Regions from separate parts of the Gossypium hirsutum genome. Here regions 1 and 2 are each linked to region 3. Evidence: chromatin contacts called from public Hi-C data. All regions are on one chromosome and are shown on one strand. The core of a region is the stretch at or near the end of the contact, and the rest is flanking DNA. Distances in the headings are between cores, read along the strand shown.

The links. Hi-C and Micro-C count contacts between places; a contact is called where the count stands out from the background.
Region 1: a Hi-C map of leaf shows a contact between it and region 3, with 2.2 times the contacts expected there. The contact joins the promoter of LOC107886788 here to the promoter of LOC107886792 in region 3. A contact is called at or near these places in 2 of 34 Hi-C or Micro-C datasets (both in leaf).
Region 2: a contact with region 3 is called in a Hi-C map of leaf, with 1.8 times the contacts expected there. The contact joins the promoter of LOC107886787 here to the promoter of LOC107886792 in region 3. A contact is called at or near these places in 6 of 34 Hi-C or Micro-C datasets (callus and leaf).

Annotation. Positions count from the first base shown.
Region 1 is chrA03:105,441,225-105,444,982 of Gossypium_hirsutum_v2.1, reverse strand. LOC107886788 (protein TPX2) reads right to left here and starts at 2,192. Exons shown (of 20, transcript XM_016810851.2): 1 at 1,825-2,192; 2 at 1,298-1,383; 3 at 1,015-1,218; 4 at 876-934; 5 at 487-769; 6 at 271-384; 7 at 76-183. The coding sequence starts at 1,978.
Region 2 is chrA03:105,503,391-105,507,366 of Gossypium_hirsutum_v2.1, reverse strand. LOC107886787 (transmembrane E3 ubiquitin-protein ligase FLY2) reads left to right here and starts at 1,799. Exons shown (of 15, transcript XM_016810850.2): 1 at 1,799-2,482; 2 at 3,122-3,194; 3 at 3,803-3,930. The coding sequence starts at 2,300.
Region 3 is chrA03:105,287,301-105,291,339 of Gossypium_hirsutum_v2.1, reverse strand. It overlaps LOC107886792 (nicotianamine aminotransferase 1), which reads left to right and starts at 2,334. Exons shown (of 7, transcript XM_016810858.2): 1 at 2,334-2,726; 2 at 2,856-3,195; 3 at 3,283-3,501; 4 at 3,648-3,707; 5 at 3,913-4,039. The coding sequence starts at 2,458.

The sequences.
Region 1 (3,758 bases), core at 943-3,442, 150 kb before region 3:
CATGATCTTGATGAATTGGAAGCAATTTTGTGAAAGAACAAAGAACACAAGAAGTTATGTGATTCAATTATTTACATTTGAAGGAAAACTGTTAGGAAGTGATAAATCTCTGGTACTCGATTGGAATTTCTTCATCATTTCGGCCATTGAGACGAATGGTGCTGCTGGTTCTCGAACATAAACCTTCAAGGGAAACAAACTTTTAATATTGGTTCACAGTTCTTAGTGAAAATATGCAAGGAAGGATGCGCAGATTAACATCAATCAAACCTTTCTTTCCAATTTGTTAGAAGTTTTATCCGTAGAAGAGCACAAGTTGGAACTACCACTGATAAGACCGAGTTTCGACTTGTGGGGCAAGTGGTGGGATTTTACGTTTAGGATCTAGAGTATAGAGGGAAGCAACGAAGAGACAACGTCAGATATAAGTTACAAAAGAACAGTAGCTAAAAACTTAACATGCCAAAAGCAAGAGAACATAAGCACCTGTCTAGACCTCCCTCCATCTAGTTTCTGACGTTTAATGGCTTGGTTCTCTAGAGCCAAATTAGGAGTTCCAGCACTGCCTTTTTTCGGCTTCAACACTGATGATGGATTCCTTATCATACTAGCTATCTTTTTAGCTGTCTGGTGCTTCTTGTCACTCACCAGTTTTTTCTGAGAATTCATCAATGGTTTAGGAGTGCAAGCTTCGGTTTCTACTTGCACAGAAGATTCGGCTTTCTCCTTGTCACCAGTTACATTTGAACGTCCTTTTTCAGTCAGGACACTGAATATTTAACAGAAAGGAAGCAAATATACAAGGATAAGAACCAAAGTATTCATAATAGAACTCAGATACTATTTACAAAATTTTCAAAACCCAAAGAACAAACCTTTCTTTCTCTTGAGCACATAGAATCTCTACTTGCTCCTTACCTTTATGATTAGGACTCTGAAATACAGTTTAAAATCATGAGAAAACAGAAGAATTAATCAATAACAAGAACGGATGAAAATAAGTCCACTAATCACCTCATTGACAATTTGATTGTTTTCAACATTTGCCTCAGAGGGTTTGACTTCTTCTTTTACTTTATCCGGTACAAGCACAGTTTGAGGCTTGTCCTCTAAGCCATTAGGATTAGGAGCTGCTTCCTTTACTTTATCAGGCTCGGTTTGAGGCTTGTCTTCTGCGCCATTGGGATTAGGAACTGCTTCATCTGAAGCTTCCGAGGCCTGCAGCAAAATTATATTCATAATGACCAAATTCAAAATGAGAGAAATTGCTTTAGAAGATATTTAAAGAAATTCCCACCTTTTGAATTTGATCTTCTTCACTGAAATTGCAGAGACTCTCAACATGAACGGATCGATTATGGGCCTTAATTTTAACCATACAAGCTGCATTATGGGGAAAAACCAAAAAGAAATGAAATCTCCATAAGATAAAAGCAAAAGGTTGGCTTGATTACGGAAAATATGGGACCAAAATGTAACTTGATTTGATTTACAGTTCAAATGAGAATTAACCAATTCCATTATCCTAAATTCATTCCAATAATTTTGAGTAGAACAAAGGCAGTTTTAAGGATAATTAATGTATATTCCTTTTCCTATCAAATCTAAGTAAACAGAGACACAAAGGATTAGTGGATCAAACCTAGGAGTCTATTAACAATTAAAATCTATCTAGACAAAACTCCAAGAAAATTAAGAGCCATCTACCAAAATGAATCAGTTACAGAGAAAATAATGATTCAAAGAATACAATCTTTAAAGAGTGAGGATCAGTTGATTCACAAAATAAGAAAGAAACAGGAAGGAGAAAGAGAAAGAACATACGAGAAGGGGCGTAGCTTAAGGCGGTTTCAAACCAGAGCTCGGCTTCACGCGTTTCTTCTTCCGACTCTCCTTTGATGAAATCAAAGAAACGCGGCGCTGAGAACTCGTATATCTCGTCGATCATCCTTGCCGTTGCCTCACTCGAGTCATCCATCAGATGCAAAACAGAGAGATTCAATCTTCCAGGGTTTAAGGGGGTCGGGAGCGAGTTATTATCGGAAAGTCTCTAGATATTTCGCTTCCTTCTTAGATTCTTAGAAGATCCGCATTACTGGCAATAAGTGCGGATGATTGCAGATTGGAGTTAAACATGAGGAACTGCAACGGTCGATTTTTTGTTTTTTGTTTTTTTTTTTTTTAATTTGGGGAAGGTGTTGTAACGGTCAAATTTGTGTCAATTTGGTGAGTAAGAGATGAGGTGCCTTTCTAACGGCTATTTCCCACGCTCTCCTGAGTCCTGACCTGTATAAAGTGTGCCGTTTTGGTTCCGTAACAAAATTTACTTCATTTTGTCCCTACACTTGTACGAGGGTCAGTTAAAGTACATTGACTCCTTCAATCAAAATTTATAAATACTTAATCTAAATCCATTTAGTATTTTATATTTAATAATTATATATACTTTTATTAAAAATTTTAAATATATATTTAATATTTATATTATAGCGTTATATATTTACTTATTATATTATTAAAAATATAATATATATTTTGAAAAAATAATAAATTATAAAGTTTAAAAATGAGTTTCCATTGGGAAAAAAAATCAAAATGGGTCAAGTTAAGTTAAATTTGGGGTTTAAAAGTTAAAAGGTTAGTGTTTGTCCAAGTCCATTAAACCTTCCCAAAAATAAGTCTTAATTAATTTAGTGGAGGAAAGATTTTCTTTTGTTTAATTAACTAGTGTTTTAAGCCTTGCAATGGATTTTCTATTATACATATATTTTTTAATATATTTATATTATTATTTAACTTTTTTTTTGAATTACAATAATAGAGTAAAACCAGAACAACTAATGCAACTAACGTGATTCGAACTCAGATCACACCTGGGACGATGAATATCCTTGACCATTAGGTCATAAAATAGGGTTCTATTATTTAACTTTTTTAATTGAATTGATATCACTAATAACTCTATTGAAAAATTACCAAATTATCCAACTTTTAAAACAAATTTAGCTCTGCATATTTATAAAATTAGTCATTTTAATTCTAATTTGAAAAAATTCTATAAATTTAGTCCTTAACATTTAGAATAATTTGTCATTTTAGTTCTAATTCTAAAAGTTTAAAAAGGAAAAATATTTTAAAATTATTTTTTGATGAAATTTATAAAAATAATTTAAAAATCTAAAAATCATAAAGAAATTATAAATAAAAAACCAAAATATATGTATTATAAGGCTAAATTTGATGAATATACTATTTTTTTAATTAGGCCTTTAGGACGTTTTGGCCTAATTATAAAAATTAACATATTCTTCAAATTTGGTCGTATTATAAATAAAAAATATAAATATATATATATATGTCAAATGATTCAAAAAGAAATGAGCATGGAATAGATTGATTAGAGAGATGAAGTTTTACATCTCCATGGGACATAGAACTGACAAAGGTATGTCCCTTGATTCAGTTTAGCTTATATTATCAATTTTTGAACTAGATTTTCTAGGACTTTGGTCGTTAGACTACCTACGTTTGGAAGTTATTGATAACATGTCCAAGTCGGAAAGAAATAAGGTGAAGAAAAGCTTTTTAAGGTTTTTATTTCATGAAAGATTTCACATTGCATAGTTTTCTCTACTCGAAAATTAACTCTTTATATATTTTTAAGATAAGAAAAAATTCAAAACAATTTTTTAATAGTTCAAAAAATTGTTATTTTTTTAGAGGAATTTAATTAAATAATATGTTATTAATTTAAAATA
Region 2 (3,976 bases), core at 550-3,049, 220 kb before region 3:
GCCTAGATATAAGGGTGTAAATGAGACACTAGTAGTCGTGAGCTACTCGAGTTTGATTCAAAAGAATTTTAGCATAGTTCAGTAATTACCGAGCTTTATCAAGCTTGAACAATTCGAGCTATTGATCAAGTTGAATTCGAGCTTAGTAATAATGACTCAAAAAGCTTTCGAGTCTTATTGAGCTTTTTATATTTTTATATTATTAAATTATGTTATTACTTTTAATATATATTATTAACATTAAACTTAATTATTGAGTCGAACTCAAATACAAAAATTAATTTTCAAATATAATTTAACTAAAATTCAATTACATCCTTAGCTAAAACTAGAAATACCCTGTTTAACTTTTAAATAAAAAATTAATAGTATTTTGAGAACATCATCAACAGCAAAAAAGTTAAAACAGTAAAAACTGAGAGTTGAAAAATTGAAGTTGCGTTGCGTGCCTGTGATTTTTTTCTTTCTATTTTTCTACGTATACGTTTGGGGCTAAGGACTTTCTACAAATAAAATATTTATCAGAAAACGTACAAAGAAAATCGATTATTATGATTGATAATAAAAACTATTTTAAAAAATATATATTTTGAAATTTCAATTTAAGATTTCAAAATTTCTTATTCTCTTTTATTAAATTAAAATTTAATTAATTTTTTCACCACCCAATTTCTTAATTTTGTCAATGAAGTTAAAGTTTGGTAAAAACAATTAAATAGATAGGATACTAATCTAAATTACCTTTCCAATCGTTTTAACGTTGACTGCCTTTTTCATTTAATTTTTTTGGTGAATTAACACACAAATTTCTAATTTTTTCGATGTGAACCAACGGTTAGAAGAGTATTAGGTTGGCGGCTAAAAGTATTATTAATTAATAATACTAAAAATATGTATGATATTAAAATTAAAAAAATTAAATTAAATTATAAATAAAATAAAATTTAAATACATAAATATATTATATTAAGAATATTAAATGAATATAATTATTTATCATAGTGTTGTCATTAATTTCAAGTTGATGTCGAATTAATTTGTGATACTATCTCAATCAACAACATTATTGATATATAAAATTGTTAAGGTAATAAAATATACATGACAAAATTAAAATGTATGAAAAAAATTAAAATAAAGACTTGGTTGAGTGCTAAGTTTAGAGTTTTTAAAATGTAATTCATATGAGTTTAAATTCCACCATATACATATTTTTTTATTTTTTTAAATTAAAAAGATTAAAATATTGTGGAATAATATAAGTTGTTTTAAATATCTAAAAGTATTTTTTAAAATTTTTTTAATTTAATAAGTGTTCAATTGATTTGTGACACCCAACTCAAGAGATTCATTAGTAATATAGATTAAATTATGATTTTAATTTAAATAAAAAAATTGATGATTTAGTTTAAATTCTATGATGTTTATCTAATTTTTTAAATTTATCAACATATAAAAATATAAATATTCTCACAATAGTAATTTTACTTTGTTGGAGAAAGGGGTTTTTTCTGATAATTTCCTAATTATATAATACCAACTTAATATTAAGTAAATGATATATTCCTTTATTTTGGTACATAGAAAAGATTATAATAATAGAAACGAATCATATAATTTAGTTGTTCTCATGTCTAAGCCTCTAACTAATAAAGATTAAGATAACTTTAATACACCGAAGATGGTAAGGACCAAACATCAGTTGACTCTCCCTAATTGGTACGTGATTCTAACTCACTGAAAGAGCGCGTATTGTTACAAACTAAACCTAGATGGCCGAAACTCTTTTTCTCGACTTCTAATTACCAAAACTCAAGCAAACATGTCAACAACAACAAACCACCACTTTGCCAAACCCTTTTAGATTAAAAATTTGTTCATGTATACTTCACGTATTTTCTGAATATATATTTTGTATTAAGTGTGCTGTTTTATTTCTGAAAGTTCTCTTTGGGGTATCTTTTTTGTTGTTTGTTTATATTAAAACCAATATAAGAATTATATATACAACACAAGGGAAGGAGGGGAGAGAGAGAGAGAGAGAGAGAGAGAGAGAGAATTAGTTTGTTGAGCTCTCATTTTCTACTGTTTGATCTTTGGGTGTTGTTTGTTGGTTCACATAACTCTACTTGAAGCAATCTCTTATTATCTTTCTCCTTAATGTGCAGTGGGTTTGTATCGTTTTCTTGTATCTATCATCTTAAATCAGTCTGTAAACATATTTGCTTCCTTCCTGGGAAATTGAAGTTGGATATTTTTATTTTATATTAAGACAAAGCAAATTAGTATTGTTTTTGAAATGGGATGTCGGGGTTTTGATATGATCACCAGGGAATATTTGGATTTTTTGTGGAATTCGAGGAGGAGAAGATTAGGGTTTGTGTTTAGGGTTGTTTTTGGATTGTGGTTTGGTTTTGTTATGTTAAAGCCAGTGGCGGGATTGAGACCGATAAGAGAAAGGGCTCGGTCATGGGGCGATGAGGTTGGTACTTCTTAATTCCCTATGCTTTTTCTTTATTGATGTTAATTATAGTTAAATTTTATTTTATTTTTCTCTTAAGCAAAGATGAAAATTTGGGTTTTGATTCTGGATGCCTAATTCATAGTTGTATAATTGGTTATTGTGCTTCTGAAGTTGTCAAATTTAGAATTTTATTTCAATTTTCCTGAGTTAGTGCTTTAGTCATTGCACTTTGATAGGTTTTGTTTGGTTATTCTTTTGCTGTTGTATAATGAAATGCTGCAAAATGGAAGTGGGCAATGTCAAGTTTGATTTGCAATTTTAACAATCTTGTCCAGAGAACACATGTGGTTGAAACCGGAAATTAGATTATCTTGATAGGTAGATTTTCAAAATGGAGAGCTAAATAGCAATCCGGCTTGAAGTTTCCTTAACAGACAGAAAAGAACCATCTTTTTATGTTTTGAAAAATGTCATCAACTTGGTATGAAGCTCCCCCCCCCCCTCCTTTCTTAGAAAAAAAGATTGTTTACTTTAGCTATATCACTTGGTTATTGAAGAATACGTAGATTGGCTCTATATTTTTTTTGTGTTTTTCACCCCTTGCACTCTTCAGTTTGGGTACTATAAATTTATTGATATTCTTAATGCATCCTGTAGTGGCTATTTGTTAGAAAAGATGAAAGCGAATTGGGTCCATTTCATGCATGGAACATAACAGGAACTTATCGAGGTAAGTAAATTTTGTTGAATTCCGTCATATGAATATTAGAGTTGATGCATTAGGAGTAATTTTCTGGATCTTGTTACTTATAGCCGAAGTACCATGCGTTTTTTTGGTTGATTGCTTTATGTTGTTCTGCCTGTATCTTCTCTTGGTTTCCCTACACTTTTGTAATTTTTTCACTTCGGTTGTCCATGATTAGGTGATGAATTTCCTAGAAAATATTGGTAAAAATATATATTTTTTCAGAGGCTCAAGACCTGCACTCCATGAACTCTAAAAATAAAACAGTGATCGAACTTTATTTACTAAAACAGATGCTTGCTTCAGGTCAATTTGTTTTGGATGCAAAGACAGAGTGTATTTGGATGACACATGGATCAGAGATTGTTCTAACCTAGAACAGGTCCTGATATTTAAAATAAAACAAAAAACAAAAAAAAAAACACTATTTAGGAAGGAAACTAATGAATTGGCTGGCTTCTAAAAGTACTTCTCTGAGATTTTTAGTTTATTAAGCTAACCACTGTTATTGAATGGATTAAATTCAATCATTTAGTTCATCATGTACATTTATTTGTGTTGACAATTTTATTAATTTGACTGGGAAATTGCAGGCTCTTGGAAGTTCCTGGAGTCTTTGAATAGCTCTTCAAAATTTCCCGATTTCAGGAAATCAGCTGGTGATTCTGTTATTGAATTAGTTAGCACACCTACAAAAATAACCGGTGTACATTATGTTCAGGTAAGGGGGTCTTGATCATATTAGAAATTTGCTCTTATGATTAATT
Region 3 (4,039 bases), core at 1,085-3,584:
GGTCATAAGAGTTTGAGTTAGCTAGCTCATGTATCAATTTGCAAAACTGTTAAAGTTTTTTAGAGTTGCCATTGTTGATTTCTTGAAGAATTAGTATTAAATTGATAGATTTTAAGTTTAGATGTGAAAAAAAGACTAGATTGTAATGTTTAATTGTTAATTTTTTTACAAAAGGACTAAAGTGTATAAATTGTAAAATTGATGTGAAATTTCTATAATAATAGATAGAAGGGAGTCCCTAAGAGATGTTATTGAGATCAATTTTGAAATCGAATCTCTAAATCGAAAGATATTGTTATTTCGGTTTTAGGGACTAAATTGAATAAAATTCAAAACTTAAAGGGAATTCGTAAAAATGAAATTAAATATGTTCATGCATATCATGGAATAATATAAAAATGTTTGTTATTAATGAATTGTCTAAAATATTTTTTTAGATTAAGAATTGAATCAAATCGAATATAATTGGGGAAAAGCCAAAATTGTCGAATAGTCCGTGAGGATTCAATTTGCTTGTTGTTTTGACTAGGTAAGTTCATATAGTATTTGTTTATATAGGTTGTTTTGCATTTGATTTGTAAATTATATATGTGCTTAATCGTGAATTGATGAAAAAGGTAAGAATTGGACTAAATTGTAAAATGTTGATTATAATTGAAAAAGAGGCCTGTGGGAACTTAATAAAGGTTAGGATACGATTGGTATGCCAATTAGGTTTTGTGCACGCTTGTACGAGATTGGTTAGATATGTTACCATGATCCAGCATTTGTTGTGGACTCGAAGATACATGTAACATATGTTTAGCTTGGATTGGTAACCTGGTGTTGTTTTAAAGGTTTAGCTCGAACGGGTAATCTGACATGTATATTTTCAGCTTGGACAAGCAATCAAATGTGTCATTATAAAGGTTTAGCCTGGACTAGTAACCTGACATGATTATAACTTTAGCTCGTACGAGCAATTGGTGTATCAGAGATACTTATGTATCCGAGTCCATTTACTAAAGTTCATTAGGCAAAATAAATTACATGAATTGAGAAATTGAAATGAGACATAAAGATCTTGATATCCACTTGTGAAAATTTGAATTTGAACTTGAACAAAGTATTGAAGAAATGATATTAGCATGTATATAATTGTTTCATTCCATGATTGAATAAGTTTTGATCTAGTTAATCAAAATGACATGAATTGGCATGATATGTGATTGTGGTATTATATGTTTTATTTACAAGTTAAAACTCACCTTATTGATATGTGGTTTTTCATGTCTAGCCAACTATGCCAAGCTTAATAACTTATTGTGTTTAATTGAATACCAACTTAAATGTAGAGTGACCACTTCGTAACAAAATAATAACGTAAGTGACTAAAACGTAACATTTCAAGTATAAGTGACTAAAATTTAATCTAAAGTAAATAAAAGTTACTATTTTTATAATTTACTCAAAATTAAATTGTAATGAAGTAGAGTGGGCGGGGATGGATGCTGCAACATATAGGCACTACCGGCCTATAGTATACATTATACCAAATATTTTGTCCTTAAATATATATATATATATTGTGTGAGCCAAGTGATTCGCGTAGGATATAGGACAATTTCAAGTTTTTAGGCGTAAACTTTTTTTTATTTTTTTATGTTGAAGTTAAGTTTTAAACTTATAATTGTTTTTATATTGGAGTTTAATTTTTTTTAAATTAGTCCTTAAAAATTCTAGAATTTAGGGTTTTAATATGAAAATAATTATTAAATTTAGATTAATTTAAATAATAAAAAAATAATGTAAAAACAGTTTCCTAGTATTCATAATATGAAAGTTCATTTTGTTCAAAAATAATATCAAAGTTTAAAATTTATTTTTCGACTAACATTATTAGTTAACCTATAAGAATATAAATAAAATTTGAAAAAAAAATCATTTCTAAACTAAAATTGAAACAAATTGAAATATATTATTAGTGTCAGTGATGAAAATTTTATCAGATGGTGAGAAATTAACAAATGGTGTTAATAGAATTTCAAATTGTAATTTGTTGAGTATCTATAAAATTATAATGGAAATTTTTATATTAAGAGTTAATTTGTATTTTACTTCATCTACTTAAAATAAATAGTTTAATTTTTATACATTAGATCAAATAATAAATTGGTCATTCTCCTAAAAATTTAATGCATATCATATCATTATTTGATTATTTTGTTAATTAAAATAATTTTTAATAGTAAAAAAGAATGAAAATTTTAATAAAACCATTTCGCTTTTTGATATTATGTACCAAAACTATGCTACTTTTTTTTTATTATTAAATGATGGAAAATGCAATTACCGTTGAGTACCGAATTGCCAATTTTTATTCTGTTGGATAAATGATTGGTAGATAATGGGTTTTTAAAGACGCACGGCCCCGCTAACCCTTAACTCCAAAGTCCAAACTCCATTAGCAACAAGAAGATGGAGAGTGGAGCAAAGAAATGGGGTTTCCAAAGGACTCAGGGCCTGGAGGCAGCGTCCACCACCACCGTCCGAGGATATCTCAACCTATTAATGGGCAACATCAACCAAGATAGTTGCCTTACAGTCGTTCCTCTCGGTCATGGCGACCCCTCTCATTTTCCAAGCTTCAGGACTACTCCTGCTGCTGAAGATGCCATCGTTGATGCTCTACGTTCGGCTAAGCATAATTGTTATGCGACCACTGTTGGTATTCTTCCCGCAAGAAGGTTAGATTGTAAATTTTCTCTTTTAATCATGTTTCAAAAGAAACTGCAAAATAATTTTTAAGGTGTGACTGAAATTTGCTTATGAATGAATGAGCGGTCATGAACTTTGTTTGGTTCGAATTCCAACAGGGCACTTGCAGATTACCTCAACCGTGACCTTCCCTACAAGTCATCGCCCGATGATGTTTATTTAACAAATGGATGTACTCAAGGAATAGAAGTTGTTATATCAATTCTTTCCCGCCCCGGTGCCAATATTTTGCTTCCTAGACCGGGCTTCCCACTCTATGAAGCTTGGTGTGCTTATAACCATCTTGAAATGCGTCATTATGATCTTCTTCCTGAAAAAGGTTGGGAGGTTGATCTTGATGCTGTAGAGACTCTTGCAGATGAGAACACTGTTGCTATGGTTATTATAAATCCAGGCAACCCTTGTGGAAATGTCTTCAGCTATGAACATTTGAACAAGGTTAAACAAGCTTGTTTTATTTTCAGTATAACTTCTTGTCTCTTCTCAAAACAAGATGTTGATCACTGTTATCTTTTTGGAAGTTAGATTGCAGAGACAGCAAGAAAGCTTGGGATTTTGGTCATTGCTGATGAAGCTTATGACAATCTCGCATTTGGAAGCACTCCATATGTGCCGATGCGAGTGTTTGGATTAACCGTGCCTATTCTCACCATGGGGTCTATATCAAAGAGATGGGTTGTTCCTGGTTGGCGCCTAGGGTGGCTTGTCACAAGTGATCCCGATGGCATTCTTCAAAAATCTGGGGTTGGCCCCTAATTTATTTTTCTCTTGTTTAAGATACATGGTGTACATTTTCCTAATTAAAGAGGCTACAGGCAATGCATATTTAAAAGTAGAAATATACGAAGTTCGGATCATGTTGTGTTAATGATCTCATTGGCTCTTATCAGGTAACCGATTCGATCACAGGATTCCTCAATATCTCTTCTGATCCCGCTACATTTATCCAGGTTTGTTAATCAAGATACTTCTGCTAAGACACATACTTGCATTGGAAAAATGCAATTGCCACTTTCTTGCCAAAAGCCAGTAGATGTACTGTAGGCAGTGAAGTGTGCTATAATTTTTCCCATAAAGCTCAGTAATGTTTCACTCTAAATCATTCTCCTAACCTATCCTTCGGATAAATTGGTGTAATTTGGTTTTATGAAACAGGCAGCGATTCCTCAAATCCTTGAGAATACAAAGGAGGATTTTTTCTCAAAGATTATCAGCACCCTGAGGGAATGTGCTGATATATGCTACAATAGAATTGAAGAGATACCTTCCTTAACTTGTCCAA